Regions from separate parts of the Mus musculus genome. Here region 1 is linked to region 2. Evidence: chromatin contacts called from public Hi-C data. All regions are on one chromosome and are shown on one strand. The core of a region is the stretch at or near the end of the contact, and the rest is flanking DNA. Distances in the headings are between cores, read along the strand shown.

Region 1 (3,811 bases), core at 420-2,919, 150 kb after region 2:
CACACACACATCACAGGTGCGCATGCGCGCACATGTTTTATCATCTTTAAAACGAATAAACAGAGAATAGAGGATAAACATTTCAACTGATTTGAAATAAGGCAAGTATGTGAGCGGAGCCCATTGTTACATGGCCCCAAATGCAGTGAGTCACTGTGAATGAGAACCACAAATGTCAATTTCATTGACACCCTGAACAGCAGTTTGGCTGTGTACAATGGCCACTTGTCTCATCTCTCACAAGCAAATACAAACCCGGTAAGACTTCAGAAAGAGAAAGTGCAAAGAGCTAACTCATCGCAATGGACATAAAGCATGCATTTTTTTTCAACATGAAATGCAACAGGTGTGCTTTAGAGTAGACAGATCCGAGTATTGGCCCGTTCTCTTCCTATAAACATGGGCCTAATACCTCAGTCACATGGGCCAAGGTCGTGGTACTCCACCAGCCTTACCTTTTAAACTTATAAATTAGGGATGTACAACCTATCTTGCTCAGTTATTGAAAGGCGAAGCAATGAGAAGTAAAGGCCTCACATCCCTGAGAAGTCAGAACTGACAGTCTTTCCCTCCCTGCTGTTGAATATTTGAAGGTTCTTTGTCGCTATGTGTTAGTGAAAATGATCCTCCTGTCTCTGCTCAGAGCTGAGCCCAGCCCCTGTGTCACCTTCCTCTGCAAAAGAAAACTGGGAAAACAGAGAACTGGACAAATGTGTATGTTCTTCTAGGAAGCTGGTGGTTGTAAACCATGAATTTCCCTTCATTTTTATTCTCTGGACGTTGTTCAGTAAATGTTCACTTATCATGGTCTTATATCTCTCTTATTGGCTTCCATGACATTTTAATCCCTTATGGTAAATCTTCAGACGTAGGCATGAATCCAAGTTGACATAGGTCACCTTTTTATTCTACTTCTAAAATTAGGTCTCATCCCTTATCAATGAGCCTTTTCTCCATGCCAGTCTGGACCTACCAAACACTGAGAGTTTCATCAATTTCTGAAGGAGTCAGGCTAAGTCCACTGGTCATTGACAAATCACTGAGGTGACAAAAAAAAAGGTTCTCAGCCTCTGGTAATAGGGAGACTAGCTCTGTTTATTGAACAAATATGCACTGACGGTCTACTATGCGCTGAGACTAGAGTAGACCAGAACCCTTAACCTCTTCCTTGTGGAGATAGAAGGATGGAGTCGAACCAATGCACAGTGCTCCATATAGCTCTACAGTGGCCGATGTCTTCCCCAGCATCTCCATAGACCCTTCTAAAACACAGCACCAGCAAGTTTTAAACATACCCAAAGGCCCAAATGTAAAGGTCTGGTTTCCAGGCTATAGCACTCCTAGAAGGTGTAGAATCTATAGGAGGACAGGCCTACTAGCAAGAAGGTACGTCATTGGGAATAACATTGAAGAAATATTGGGACACTGCCTCAGGTCTCTGTTTCCTGGCTGTGATAGCTATGCTCTGTAACTCACTGCTGCCGTGATATTCCACCTCACCATAGGCTCAAATGCAGCATGACCCAACTATCATAGACTGAAACTTCTGACACGACAGTCAGTCAAATATAATTCCTTCCTCTTTTTAAGTTGATCATTCAACTGTCTTGTCAGCAACGGGAAGCTGACTAACATAGGGAGTGTCTCTTTACAAAATCTGTGGCTTTGAGTCGATGTGTTCCCTAAAACTGATGCTGCACCAGAGCTGAGGGACAGTGGGCAAAGCTGGGAGATACCGTTCTGTAGCAGAGTGCCTGTCTGGTATGTGAAAGGCCCTACATTCACTCTCTAGTTACACGTGAACACGTGCAGGCCAGGGGAGGGCACTCAGTGTCCTGCTCTGTTGGTCTCTTCCTTGTTCCTCTGAGATAGGGCTTCTCAGTGAACCTGGAGCTCATGAATGGCAATGAGTCTGGCAGCTGTGCAATCCTTCTGTCTTTACTCTGGGGGTGTGAGTGATAGCCCAGGTTTTTATGCAGGTACTGGAATGCAAACTCTAGTTTCCCTGCTTAACCAGCAAGCCCTCGGCCTGGCCTCCAGGCCCTGGTTTTGAAAATCCTCAGAGGCACAGATTCCTGATTTCTCAGGATAGTATAGTTTGTTCTATAACACACCCACACACTCATACACACACACACACACACACACACACACACACACACACACACACACACACACACACACACACATACACACACACTGTTGTCTCAATCCATCCGTGTGATTCTCCTTAGCATTAAATCTAGCTACCTGTCTTGTAGAAAAAGGCTGCTAAGAGCAGTTACAGTCAAAACTGAGATTAATCTGGGTGTGGTGGCACATGACTGTTATCTCGGCACTTGGGAGGTGGAGACAAGAGGACCAGTGCCAACTTCAGCTACATAAGGAGACTGGGACCAGGGCAGGTACATGAGACTATTTCTCAAGAACAAAAGAACAAAATTAAAACAAAGCAACTAAATTAAATCACTTCCTGTGTGCTACAACACATATCATTTCATCTTATCATTCTGTTTCCTCACCAGTAAGAGGAGAATGTGTCAATTCTTCAATATGCGTGATGACAGAAGCCACCACACCTATCATCAATGTACCAAATTTTGCTCTCCAACCTAAGCGTTTTCTCTATGTGAAGCCATCAAATCTATCTTAATCGCTGTTATATCTGCAGTACCCAGGAGGGTAAACACCTAGTAAATATTACACAGAAGACCCTGAACACATACACACAGTTTCTCTAGCCTTCGGTCCAAGAGTCAATCTTCAAATCAATGAATAAAGAGCCCCCAGATTCCTCCTGACCATCACACTGAGCTCACAACAGATGTCAGAAAGTCCACTTGACAGTGAACATGAATGTGCAGGCCCCCAACTCAAAACAGGTACGGGAGGGCTTTAAATGTGACAGAGTATCCACCTAAATTTTGTGGGGTTTATGAGTTCTGTGATTCACCAGTAAGACAATGAAGTAACTGCAGAAGTTCTGAATATGAGGTCAGGGTTGTGAGTTGTGGTTCCCTTAACCATTGATGGGCTGGTTGACTGAGAAAATGGGCTTCCAGTTTTAAGAGTTTTAAAGAGAGATGATAAATATTCAACATCCCAGGCTATGGGGAATAAACCCAACACAAACAAGACCTCCTAGAAAGAATAAAGCACAATGCACATGGACCTTCCTGTAAACAATAAAGCATTGTCTGAGTTTCAAGTGTCCTTACAGTTAAGAAATAACTGGGGGTAGCCACTAGAAAGTCGTAGATGCTAGGAAGGCAAGAGGCTCCCAGGACCCAACAGGGGTGACATTAGCTGGAATACCCAACAAAGGGGAGAGAGAACCTGTAGAGACCGTATCCATACATTAGACATGGCCCCCCATTGAGGGATGGGGCCACCCACCCATCTCCAAAATATTAACATAGAATTGTTCCTGTCTAAAGGAAATGTAGGGACAAAGAGTGGAGTAGAGACTGAAGAAAAGGCCATCCAGAGACTGCCTCACCTAGGGATCCATCCCATATACAGACACCAAACACAGACACTATTGCTGATGACAAGAAGCGCTTGCTGACAGGAGCCTGGTATGGCTGTCCCCTGAGAGGCTCTGCCAGAGCCTGACCAACACTGATGTGGATACTCACAGCCAACCATCAGACTGAGCACTGGGACCCCAGTGGAGGAGTTAGAGGAAGGACTGAAGGAGTTGAAGGGGTTTGCAACCCCATAAGAAGAACAACAATATCAACTAACTGAACAACCCAGAGCTCCCAGGGACTAAACCACCAACCAAAGAGTACACATGGAGGGACCCATT
Region 2 (3,877 bases), core at 43-2,542:
AGTAGTAAGCAGAGTTACTCTGTACTCGTGACTTGTACCTTAGACCTAAATCCCCTCTGGTTTTTGTTTGTATGGTTTTTGTTTTGTTTCATTTTCCTGCTCCTACAATCGACTCTCTATTATTTTCATGAGGCTGTCTTCACATTGTACTTGCAAAGAGGCTGGGAAATTGTTTGTCCTGTGTCTGGCTTCTTTCCCTTTGCGGAGTGTCCTCTGGCTTATCCACACTGCTGCCACAGCACACTTTCTCTCCTCTCCCCATCCTCCCCACCCAGGGATGAAGAGTGTCACCCTCACCTCATCCATTTACCTGGCCATACTTATAACTTGTGGAGCCCTAAGAAACCAAATATAGCTACCCGCCACTTTGACAGTACAATGAGAGAGAAGAATGGCCAAAAAGGAAGAGAAGAATGTATTCAGCATGGCCTGAGTGGGCAGTAACAGGGACCAGTGTCTTCTATATATTAATAAAGCTTCGGGATTTCCCATGGGAGGAAAGAGCAGTGAGACAGACTTTTGCACAGCCAAATAATCTTGGTTGAACAGTGTTCTGGTAAGTTATATGATTTCAGATCTTATTCTGGAGATTGGTCTAGCATTGGATAAGTCACTTTGTCTTGAGTAGGGCAATTCAGTTCTGATCCTGAGAGGATTGCTTCTGGCCGGGGGACACTTGTGTTTCTGCGAGCAAGTGCAAGCCTGCAGAGTTGCAACTGCTGGAGTTTAGGATTCGTTGGTAAGGACTCAGGGATACATCAGACTAGAAGGACAACCCTGGGATAGGGAATGGCTGCGTGCTCCTTTAAGTGGAGCAAAGGACAGTTTGAAAGGCCCTCACTCATTCACAGATCTCAACTGTGAATTACAGCAGGATAGACTTCAGTCTCTTTGATGGCTCCCCACCAATTGGGATTCTTCAGTTTTCAGGAATCCTATAATGCTGCTCTCTATATAATTGGGGTGTCGACTTGGACTCTTGCTAAACACATAGAAGAGCTCGCTCGCCTTCATCCAGGATGTTACCAACACTTATCATTTGGCTGGTGTTGGTAGTCACTTGTGACTTGTACTTCCTTGACAATTTGTGAAACCAAGCACCCTTTCAAGTATCCGTTGGTTATTAGTCTGTCTGCCCAAGCTTGCCCGTTCTTATTATTTCTTCTGTTTACTAAGTGGAGCTGAGCAAAAGCAAGCTAGCAGACAAGGAGGCATGCATGGTTCTCCCTCGCTCTTGACTGTGAGAGTGTGAGTTCCCAGCTTCCCTTCTCTGCAACAATGACATGGTCTGTGAAACTGTAAGCCACATAAGCCCTCATTTCCTTATGTTGCTCTTTGTAAGAGAGTTTGAGCACAATAACAGAAATGAAACTAGAAGAATAATAGTCAGGCGTGTTGGACTGTAGTTTTTTTTTTTTTTCTGTTGTTTCTTTGTTTGCTTTTTTAAAGCAGTGCTGGGGTTTAAGCCAAGGGCCTTATGCATTCCAGGTAAGCACCATGCCAGCTAAGCTATATCCCAGTTCTGTCTCGTTTTAAAAAAGTGAAAATAAAAATTAATATATGTGTATGTATGTATGTGTCTCGTTTCTTGACTCGGGGTCTCTTATGTACTATTGACTGCTTAAATCTCATTATGTAGACTAGACTGGCCTCAAACTCAGAGATCCACCTGCCTCTGCCTCCTGAGTGCTGGGAATAAAGGCACCAGTGTCCACTGAGCCTCAAGACTTTTGATGATTGATTCAATCTTTTTACTCAAATCATCTATTCAGACTTCCAGTTTCTTCATTACACAGTTTTTAATAGGCTGTATGTTTCTGAACTTTGTTCATTTCTTCTAGATTATCCAGTTTGCTGGTATGTAACTAATCATAGTAGTCTCCCATTTACTTTTGAGTTTCTGAGGTATTAGTAAATAGAAAAGTGTTAAATATATTCTTTTTCCAGGGTTGCCGGGACTTAAGATAGTGAGGCCAGAAAATTGCATGACCGAGACCAGCCTAGAATGAGTTCTAGGCCAGCCTCAGTTACATAGAGCCTATGTCAGAAAATTAAAATGAATAAAGAAATAAAATGTACTCCTCCCGCTGAAGGTTTCAACACCTCAGTCTATGGGATGAACTTGCAGACAGTCACCAAGGACACACAAAGTTCACTAAACACTTACAAAGCCTAGAGGGGTAAGATGGATGAACTGGGTGCCTATCTCACCAAAGGGTCCAGGGCTTGGGCTTCTAGACAAAGGGGCAAGGCTGAATGCTGTCTTGTTCTGCTGGTGAAGCCTCCTAGGTCACAGGCCTCTGTGGTCATCTGCTGGCCAGAGGGTAGACCTCTACTTTTTTGGGAGGTTATGTGAGACGATGAGGCCTGTGGCTGTCATTGTAAATCTCTCTTACAAAGGGTAGCTTTTGATAGAGCTTCTCCTGTGTCTGCAGAGACCTGCACTTCCTCTCACTATGAAATACGAGCCAGCTCTGCATGCCAAAGAAACGGGTTCTGGGTAAAATAATTAACTCTCTCCCACAGACAAACTTTCTGCTTTCAGGGCTCTTATGTTTAATTGTTTTTTTCATTTTAAGAGTCACTTAAAATCTTTTCAGTTCACCAATTACAGAGAATGGTCAGCTTTACAACAGAGAAAATAAGAAGTAAACAATATACAGAGGAATGGCCTCACACCCCTGAAAACCATTCTTCAAAAGTAATTGGATTAGAATTCTGGTGTTCTCTGGCATACCTTTTTTCATTTTCATTTTATTACTTTAATCTCTCTCACATTCTCTCTCATTCTCTCTCTCTCTCTTCTCCTCCCCTCCCCTTCCCTCCCCTCTCTTCTCCTCTCCTCTCTTCTCTCTCTCAGTGTATATTTAATTTATGTAGAAAGATATCCTTGTATATTATTGAATAAACAAAGCAGATGGTTTGACCTGATTTCAGAAGACTGACTTTCTCTTTCTGGTTTATTTACTTCTGTGAAGATCTCTTGTTTGTTTGATATTTTCAAGACTGGAGGTCCTTATGTATCCCTGAACAGTCTGGGGTTTTAGGTTAGGCTAGCTTCAAACTTGTGACCCTCCTGCCTCTGCTTCCTGAAATTTAATTATAAGTTTGTACCACTCTGCCTGGCTTGGTTGTTTGCAACAAGATATTTTAGTAATTTGTTTAATTCTTTGTCTTTAAATATTCCATTGTATTTTTCTTTTAAACAAAACCAATTAGTTCCTTGTAACATAAGTACATACAAACAAATCCTTCAGCCCCATTGCCAGACCCTACATCTGTGTACAACCAACATTAACACTTTTACAGGTACCATTTACATTTCTCTCTAAATTTATAAGAAATACAGAAGCATTTACATATTTACTCTTTCTCTAAGAATGGGGTTCTAGCACACACATACTTTTAAAAATTGCACTAAAAAAAAATCAATGATTCCCAACCATTGTGTCTTAGTCAGGGTTTCTACTCCGCACAAACATCATGACCAAGAAGCAAGTTGGGGAGGAAAGGGTTTATTCAGCTTACACTTTCACATTGCTGTCCATCACTAAAGGAAGTCAGGACTGGAACTCAAGCAGGTCAGAAAGCAGGAGCTGATACAGAGGCCATGTTAGTTACTGGTTTGCTCCCCCTGGTTTGCTCAGCCTGCTCTCTTATAGAACTCAAGACTACCAGCCCAGGGATGGTCCCACCCACAAGGGGCCTTTCCCCCCTGATCACTAATTGAGGAAATGCCCCACAGCTGGATGTCATGGAGGCACATTTCCAACTGAATGAAGCTCCTATCTCTGTGATAACTCCAGCCCTTGTCAAGTTGACACACAAAACCAGCCAGTACACATTGTTTTAGAGAGTATTTAAATCTTGTCAATGT

What was found. A called contact is a pair of places that touch in the nucleus more often than the background predicts.
Region 1: a Hi-C map of bone marrow-derived macrophages shows a contact between it and region 2, with 30 read pairs. A contact is called at or near these places in 1 of 484 Hi-C or Micro-C datasets (bone marrow-derived macrophages) and 2 of 130 datasets of targeted methods (the HPC-7 cell line and kidney).

What each region holds. Positions count from the first base shown.
Region 1 is chr19:17,164,354-17,168,164 of GRCm38.p6, reverse strand. The region is part of intron 9 of Prune2 (prune homolog 2); the gene reads right to left. Among named protein-coding and RNA genes, the nearest start is that of Gcnt1, 190 kb to the left of the region's middle.
Region 2 is chr19:17,317,391-17,321,267 of GRCm38.p6, reverse strand. No RefSeq gene overlaps it. Among named protein-coding and RNA genes, the nearest start is that of Gcnt1, 37 kb to the left of the region's middle.